Regions from separate parts of the Sus scrofa genome. Here region 1 is linked to region 2. The links are chromatin contacts, called in public Hi-C maps. All regions are on one chromosome and are shown on one strand. The core of a region is the stretch at or near the end of the contact, and the rest is flanking DNA. Distances in the headings are between cores, read along the strand shown. Region 1 holds the start of LOC110260907 (wiskott-Aldrich syndrome protein family member 1-like). Region 2 has its middle 41 kb from the start of PLCG2.

Evidence for each region. Hi-C and Micro-C count contacts between places; a contact is called where the count stands out from the background.
Region 1: a Hi-C map of skeletal muscle shows a contact between it and region 2, with 4 times the contacts expected there. The contact joins the promoter of LOC110260907 here to the enhancer-like site in region 2. A contact is called at or near these places in 2 of 47 Hi-C or Micro-C datasets (embryonic fibroblasts and skeletal muscle) and 2 of 2 datasets of contacts at active chromatin or transcription factors (alveolar macrophages and skeletal muscle).

The regions. Positions count from the first base shown.
Region 1 is chr6:6,831,373-6,835,136 of Sscrofa11.1, forward strand. It overlaps LOC110260907 (wiskott-Aldrich syndrome protein family member 1-like), which reads right to left and starts at 2,386. Exons shown (of 1, transcript XM_021093762.1): 1 at 1-2,386. The coding sequence starts at 2,244. The coding sequence ends at 1,117. All of the region lies in intron 1 of CMIP (C-Maf-inducing protein), which reads right to left.
Region 2 is chr6:6,641,562-6,645,752 of Sscrofa11.1, forward strand. No RefSeq gene overlaps it. Among named protein-coding and RNA genes, the nearest start is that of PLCG2, 41 kb to the left of the region's middle. Within about 2 kb of position 1,945, at least 52 of the 83 cell types and tissues checked have an H3K27ac peak or open chromatin away from gene starts, as enhancers often do. A contact at or near this core is called in alveolar macrophages, embryonic fibroblasts and skeletal muscle, where this site is marked.

The sequences.
Region 1 (3,764 bases), core at 1,136-3,635, 190 kb after region 2:
ACAAAATGAAATGGGGCACAACTGAGAATGACCCCAGGACGACACGTGTTAACAGGGATTGTCGCAGGCAAAACAGCCCAGGGGTCAGGCTGTTGAAGTACCTAGAGTGACAGCTCGGAGGGAACAGGCCCAGGCTCCGGGCCACAGCCTCTGGGCGAAAGCCCAGCCCTGCCACCTACCAGCTGTGTGAGTGACCTAACCTCTCCCAGCCTCGGTTTCCTCACCTGCACAACGGGGCTGGGTAGTAGCGGCTCCTAGGGCTCCGGCGAAGACCACGCTGCTCCTGTTAGCATCTGCAAAGCCTGCATATGGGACCTAGCATGTGGGAGGTGCACTACACATAACAGAATATTTTATTTAATAACAGACAACAAAATTCTCCTATCGCCCCCAGGGGATTACTAGAATCATCGCTGTTTCACAAATAAGGAAACCAAGGCACAGAGGGGTTCCGTAACCGCTGAAGTTCGTGGCAGAGTGGACGCGAACCTAAGACCCAGGCCCCGTCCTAGGGCACCAGCAGTCCTGGCTCTGGCCCCACTCCACCCCACCCCCGACACTGGGGAGTGGGACACTGCCTCTCCCCATCTCAGCATTTAGGACACAGGTCAAGTAAAGGTGCAGAAAGGACAGAATCCACACGTGGCACATGGCACTGCCAGAGCTCACCCTCAGGCCCAAGAGGCGGCCGACTTAGAGGCTGTGTGGCATTTGCGAATTCCAGAGGCACCAGTCCCATAGGAAGGGCACTGCTGCCTAGGTCACAAGCCAGCGTTCCCCTTTTCCCCTCTAGCCAAGTTACTCGATCTCAGAAATTCCTTTGCAAGACAAGACTGAAATGCAATCTCCAACCCTGTCGGGCCCAGTGGAATTTCACCAACACAAATTGCCGAGTTCTCCAGGAAAACGGAGGAAGCCTGCCTGAAGTTTCAGATTCTTGGTAGGTCTTAGAAAGCTCCAGCACTCGAGTGGCTCCTGGAAGCGGCAGGAAGTGGTTTGCCTTTGCTTATTTTCCAAAGGATAACCACCAGATTTGCTCATAAAAACTTTGTAACCAACTGGCAAAGGACACCTGTGCAATCAAGTGATTTCTCAGTTCCTTAGGGCTTTCTTTTGTTAATTCAATTCAAAGAAGTAGTGCTCAGGGCTGGACAAAGTGCTCAGCACACAGAAAAACAAGAGGGAGAAAAAGAGAGGGGGGAGGGAAAGGGGGAGGGGAGGGAAAGGGGGGAGGGCAGCAGAGCATCTTGATGAAGAACCAAAATTCACCAAAAGCAAAGTTACAAGGTCAGGGAAAGCCCACGGCTCTGGGAGCAGCAGTGCTCGGGCAGCACCAGCCATCAGCTGGAACAAAGGGCCAGGCCTGGAGCTGGCAGCACACGGGAGGGAGGGAGAGAGGGAGGAGGCACGGAGACCAGGAGCGGCCGGTGACGGCTGAGTGCAGAGGGAGGACCTGGGCCCTGGCTCCTGGCTGGGAACGTCTGGAGAGGGAAAGAGTGGATACGGGGGTGAGCCAAGCAAGGCGCAGAGACAGGTAAAGGTGCCGGTGACCCAGGGCGGAGGCCAAGGACGCTGGGGTCTTGGCTCGAAGTCTGGGTACTTCTGATGAGGCCAATTCAGGAGAGTCTCGCCCAGGCCCACAAGCCCAGGCTTGAAACTGGGCAGGGCTGGGAGCCGCTGACGGTCAGACGCAGAAGCCCAGCGGGGTGGGGGCGGGCAGATGAGCTGGAAGGGAGGCGAGGGACAAGTGCCTGGAAGAGAAGGGCCAGAGGAGGAAATGCGTTTCCTGCCAGGAACACGTGGGAGGCCTCCGGTCCAGTCACTCTGCTCCCCGGGGATGCGTCCTGTCCCCAGCCCAGTGCAGCCTGGAGGAGCCCAGATTCCTGGGGTGCGGACCAGCCCAGAAGATGGGCGGGAAGGGAGCCCAGTGGGGGCTCTGGCAGAGGGAAGAGCTCTGGGGCTCCAGGCCCCCCACAGAGCCAGCAAGCGGGTGAGCAGGGGTGGCCGAGGCAGGCGAGTCCAGACCCGTAGATTCACTTCCCTCTCCAGCGGACTGAGAGTGAGGAAATGGAGAACAATCTGGAAGGGGCTCTGGGAAAGGGAGCTGGAGCCTGGGACTTGAGATGGAGACTGAGGGCCCATGTGAGCGTGTACGTATGTGTGTGTGAGTGGTGTGCGTGTGCAGACACAAGCCTGTTCTCCAGCACCTGAGTCCTTCCGCGCACATGGAGGTTGTGCACCCATGACCTGGAGAACGTGGTCTCGTGTGCACACTGAGAAGGTGTACCCACGCCTGCACGCATTTACACGGTGAGCCCGGCGCAGGCCCACACACCTTCACGGGCACGGCATCAGATCGGGTTCAGAGCCGTGGAGGGGGACTGAATCTTGGCCTACACTGCACGGACGTGTGGCCTTGGGCAAGTGACCTAAGTTCTCCAGGGCTGTTTGCTCATCTGGACGATGGGCTAATAGAAGTGGGCGTCTCAGTGTCGTTAGGGGGTGAAACGAATTCGCAGTTGTAAAGCACCTAGATGGGCCTGAGCAAACGCTACATACATGTGTGGTGAAGAAATAAACCCTTGCCTGCAGATGAGCGCTTACACAGCTAGGCGTGGACACCTGGGGACACCCGAGAGGTGTGCCCAGTGGAGGAAGGACACATAAGGGCAACTGCACACGCGGGCAAGGAGACGCTTGGTGTGCAGGCATGTGCCATTCTGGAACACGTGTGCTACCTGTACCCACGATGCCCGATGCCCAAGGGAGGAAGTGTGTGCGACGGCCCAAGACACGTGCTGCTCATGGGTCAGTGGGAAGACACGTGTGTACGCGTGCGGGCGCGCAAGGGATGCCTGGGGAGCACGCATGCGCGCGGGCCGCCCCCACCCGTGGTGAAAGGCAGCTCTGAGCAGCCTGGGCCGTCACCAGTGGCCAGATGCCCAGAAGGACCCCTCGGGCCAACTGGCAGTGGGGAAAGGTAACCCACGCCATCAAGGCCGGCGACAAGGACCACGTCTGCTTCAACCTGGTGCCTCAGCAAGTTTTACAGGAGGGTCGGAAAGGGGGAGCGCGAGCAGGGGAGGGACAGAGACACGACGGTACGCGGGCCACCCACTGGACACACACGCATTATTTCCTTTAACCCTCCCGGCAGCCCTGGGAGGAGTGGCACCCTCGTTTTCTCCGATGAGGAAACAGATGAAGTAATTTGCCCAGAGACCCTCGGCTTTGTATCTGTGGCTGCCCCCTCCGCCGCTGCGCTGTTCTGAGAATGAATGGGCGAACGAGCGAACACACGGGCAGGGATGAATGAACAGAGAACAATGGCAAGGAAACCGAAACTTAGTGTCCAGAGGAGCCACAGCAAAGGGAAGCACTGGCCTAGCAGGCACATGCCACACTTGAGAAGGACCCACGTGGCAGAGGGTAGGCGGAGGCTCCAGGCCAGGCTCCACCAGCCCAGAGCCAAGGCAGGCCTGGCATCTCCATGACGGGGCCTCAGTGTAAATTCTGAAAACTGGTGTCCGTGCCACTCACCTCCCCTGGGGTTTGAGGTGAGCCAGGTGCCAGCTACCCAGCCCCCCAGGGGCTGGGACATCGCGGGGAGGATGTGCTATCACGTGACTTCTCAAAGTGTGCTGTGCAGAGTTCAAGCCAATGACAGCGAGAGGAAGTCCCCTTGTCCCCGGAGACCCTTCCAGAAGCTGCCAGCTGGGTTCAGGGGCTCTGTGGAAATGGTCCCTTAGGCCCCCAGCCTACCA
Region 2 (4,191 bases), core at 695-3,194:
CGAAAGCTCTCAGGTGATTCTAACGCAGCCAGGATTGAGAAACGCTGGTCCGAGGCCTCATTTGTCATGACTGATTACGTCAGAATCACCTGGAAGCTTTAAAAAATACCGGTGGGGAAACAACCCAAATGTCCCCAGACCAATGAAGAGCTAAACTGTAGGTCAGGGAGGTGTGAGTTTCCAGGAGTCACAAGGGCACCAAGAAGGAAGCAATCCTGAGACAGTTTCCCACTATCATCCCATCCAAAAGGGAGACACCACCCCACCCCACCCCGAGGCAGGAAGCAGTGGGAGATGGGCCTCAGGAGGAGGCAGCCTCGGGGAATGCACACGGGGACCCTCACTTCTGCGGCCCCCACCCTGTTCCTCCCAAAGCACACATTTGGGCTATGAGCACACGCGTGTACCAAAAAAAAAAAAAAAAAAAAAAAAAAAATCCTGTCATTTCAGTCAACAAAGTTGCCATCAAGCCATCAGCTAATGATGCATCTTTTTTTTCTTTTTTTTCCCTTTTTTTAGGGCTACACCCATGGCATATGGAGGTTCCCAGGCTAGGGGCTGAATCCGAGCTGTAGCTGCCGGCCTACGCCAGAGCCAGGGCAACGCGGTATCTTAGCCTCATCTGGGACCTACAGCAATGCTGGATCCTTAACCCACTGAGTAAGGCCAGGGATCGAATCCACAACCTCATGGATCTCAGTCAGGTTCATTAGCCACTGAGCCACGAAGGGAACTCCTAATGATGCACCTTGAGGGGAATCGGGGCTGGAGAAAAACAGGGTACTTGGCCCTAGAGAGTTAAGGATGCCTATCAAAGGAATGATTTCATCAAGCCCAGACTCCAGCATCTCCCCATACATAGAAAGGCACCAAAATCATTAATTTACAATGTCCGGTTTGAGCGATTAGCAGTAGTCTTTTATAATCTCTCTACTATATGTTTTTGCTTCTTTTCCTCCCCCCGCCCGCAAAACTCCTGTGTATCCTGGCTCCTCCATGTCCCCTAAGGACAGTCCCTCAGCGCTGAGAGGCTGCCTTCTTGGCCTCAGTCATGGCCTCACATAAAACAACTCCCAAATTCTAGCTAGTGCTTTTGTGCTTTTTTTTTTTTTTTTAATCAGCACCTCCGTGGCCAGCCAACAATGACCAGACAAGGTCAAGGACAAAAACACTTTAGTCCGCATCTACCTTCAAGCTTTCTTTCCCCCCCACCCCACTTAGGAGGAGGTAGGGACTCAGGAAGGGGAAGAGGCATGAAATGAAGGTGAAATTTAAGTTCTCAAGTAGCCTGGACATTTTGCTACCAAAGGTGTCTTTAAGAAACTGGAGGAAGTCTCTCGTGCCACCGCGGTGGCTTGGGTTCAGTCCCCGGCCCGGGGAACCTCCAGAAAAAGAAAGAGAAATTGGAAAGAAGGCCATCGGGAAACAAGATTTAGAGACAAAGAGAACCGCGTTTCCCCGGCAGGCTCCATCCCTGTGCAGGGGGCCAGCTCCCCTCGCTGGGTCCGGGCTGAGGATCCCAGGAGCTGGCAGTGTTCGGAGGCCTCGGGAAAGGTTCCTTAACCAAGGGCCATTAGAGATAAAACAACGGCGCTAGGAGTGTGGGGGCGCGGGGGGGCCGCTACTGGGGGAAGGGCCGCGGAGGAGGCCGGAGCCGTTTTACGCCAAGGCATCTCCCTGACTGCAAGAGAGGAGATGTGTCTGGTCGACGGGCTTCGGGGTGCGGATGGAGGGTTGGAGGGAGCCCCTCCTGGTACTGGCACCCTGCCCTCTCGCGGGCCGCCCTCGGGGGCAGAGCCATAGGCCTGGGGGGTGGGGGTGGGGTCCAGGGCTGTCTCGCAGCTTCCCTCAACCCCGCAGAGCCGTCCCCGCCAGCCCGAGGGTCTCCTGAAGCTGCAACACGTGCGGATGGCAGCGGGGGTCTCCATGGCAACACTGACGTCACGGGCCCGGAGTCCCCGAACGCTGCCTTCCGCCCCCAGCTCGGCCTGGTGCAACCCCAGCCTCGTTCTGCAGCAGCTGGGACATCTGGGGCGTTAGAGCTGCTGCCCTGCCCTCCTCTCGGTCTTGTCCTGGCCACTAGAGGCAGACAGGTGTGCACTGAGCCAGAAAGGTGTGAGCCGAGCCAGCCGCCTTCCGATCCCGGCTTCCTCCCGGCCCTTTGTCCTCAGCCCGCTCTCCGCCGGCTGCTGGCGAAGCAGCCTTTACTTCCTGTTTCAGTAACAGGAAGCTCCCTCCCGGGGAGAAAGCACATTTTAAGAGAATGCGGGAGGAGGAGCTAGGTCCCTCCCACCTCAACCTCTGCTCCCTCTGGTCCCTTCCACTGAAAGCCCAGGGCTTATGGAAACTACTCCCAAATTATCATATCCCCCTTCCCCAAGACTCAGCCTCTGCTCTGGAACCTTCTACTGCGAGGACTAGGACCTAAGGGGCCCTGCCTGTCTCTCCTGCTGCCAGGGACCCCACACTTCTGCCTCCTAAGAGTCTGTTCCTTCCAAGGCCAGACACTGCCTCAGGGCCTCCGCCCTTGCCCTTCCTCTGCCTGGATGGCTGTTCCCTCCTCCATCTCCCTCCCGGCTGGCCATTTTGGGCTCGCTCCATTTTAGCTCTGTGCACCACTGTTGTGTGCTTACAGGTTTGTGGGAGCTCCCTGGTGGCTGAGCAGGTTAAGGATCTGGTGTTGTCACTGCTGTGGCTCAGATCGCTGCCAGAGCTCGGGTTCAATCCCTGGCCTGGAAACTTTCTCATGCCATGAGTGCAGCCAAAAAAAAAAGCTGTGTGGGATTATTTGTCTAATGGCTGCCTCTTCCCTGACTGTATGCAGTGGAGGCAGTGTGCCAGGCACACAGGAGGTGCTTAATGTATACTTTTTTTAAAAAACTGGCTTATTGAGACATAATTCACATACCATACAATCCACCTAAGTCAAGTGTACATATGGTTTTTAGCTTATTTACAGAGCTGTGCAGGCAACACCACAGTCGATGTTAGGTGTTGTCATCACTAAAAAGAAACCTCTACCCCGCAGCTCTCACTGGCCTTTCCCCGACCCCTCGGCCCTAAGCAACTCTTAGCTGACTTTCTGCCACCATACATTTCCTGTGCTGGACGCTCAGATGGCTGGAGTCTTATAATTTGTGGACCTGACCATCTTTCACTCAGCAGCGTTTTCAAGGTTCTTGCTCAGTGAATGAATGAAGGGGTGTCTGAATGGAAGGCTATGGGAAGCGGAGGAGAGGGGCTCTCCTGGGTGGGATGATGGGCACTGGGTGGAAGGACCTGGGTCTGTTATGGGATCCACATCTCACAGGGCACAGACTCTGAGTGAGACAGTGGCTGAGCCGCCCCAGATACACACTTGATTGTCTTCAGCTTGATGTCAAGATTCCAGGCTCGCTGCCCAGCCTCTGACGTTAGATGTAGGTCGGATGGGCAGCCCACCGCCCCTCGTTCGCTTGCAGAGCTGCTTTCCTTTCTTCTTCCTTTTTTTCCCTCTCTTTTTAGGGCCACGCCTGTGGCACATGGAGGTTCCTAGGCTAGGGGTCCAATTGGAGCTGCAGCTGCCTGCTTATGCCACAGCCAGAGCCACGCCAGATCTGAGCTGCTTCTGTGACCTACACCCGCAGCCTGTGGCAATGCTGGATCCTTAACCCACTGAGCAAGACCAGGAATCAAACCCTATCTTCTTGGATATTAGTCGGGATTCTAACCCACTGAGCCACAATGGGAACTCCTTTCTTTGGGTTGGAATTTTTCATTCATTCATTCATACCATGTAAATGCATGGTTATGATCTACAAGTCTTTACCTTAAATATGAATATACTTTGCTTTTCAAAAATCAACTAAAATAGACAAAGGCTTTCCAGGGGGACTTGAGGCCACACCCGTGAACCTGGCGGCTCTGGACATCAGGGCTGCAGGAGCCCCCCACACCCACCAGGGGGTCCAGCCTGGGTGCCTTCCCTGTGTCGGTCCCTCCCAGACAGCTCTGGGGTGGTCTTGAAACGGAGCAGGAGCCTGCGAGCGGCTGCCCTCACCCGACAAGCCCTTCCTGGGTTCCGTTTTTCTTAATTTGTAGGAAATCGGCTTCATTCAGCCTCCTTGACGTTCCCTGACTTCCAAAGGGCAGCCCCGGACAGTTGCTAACCCGGGAAGGGTCAGAACACAGAGACGAGGAGGAGCAGTCAAG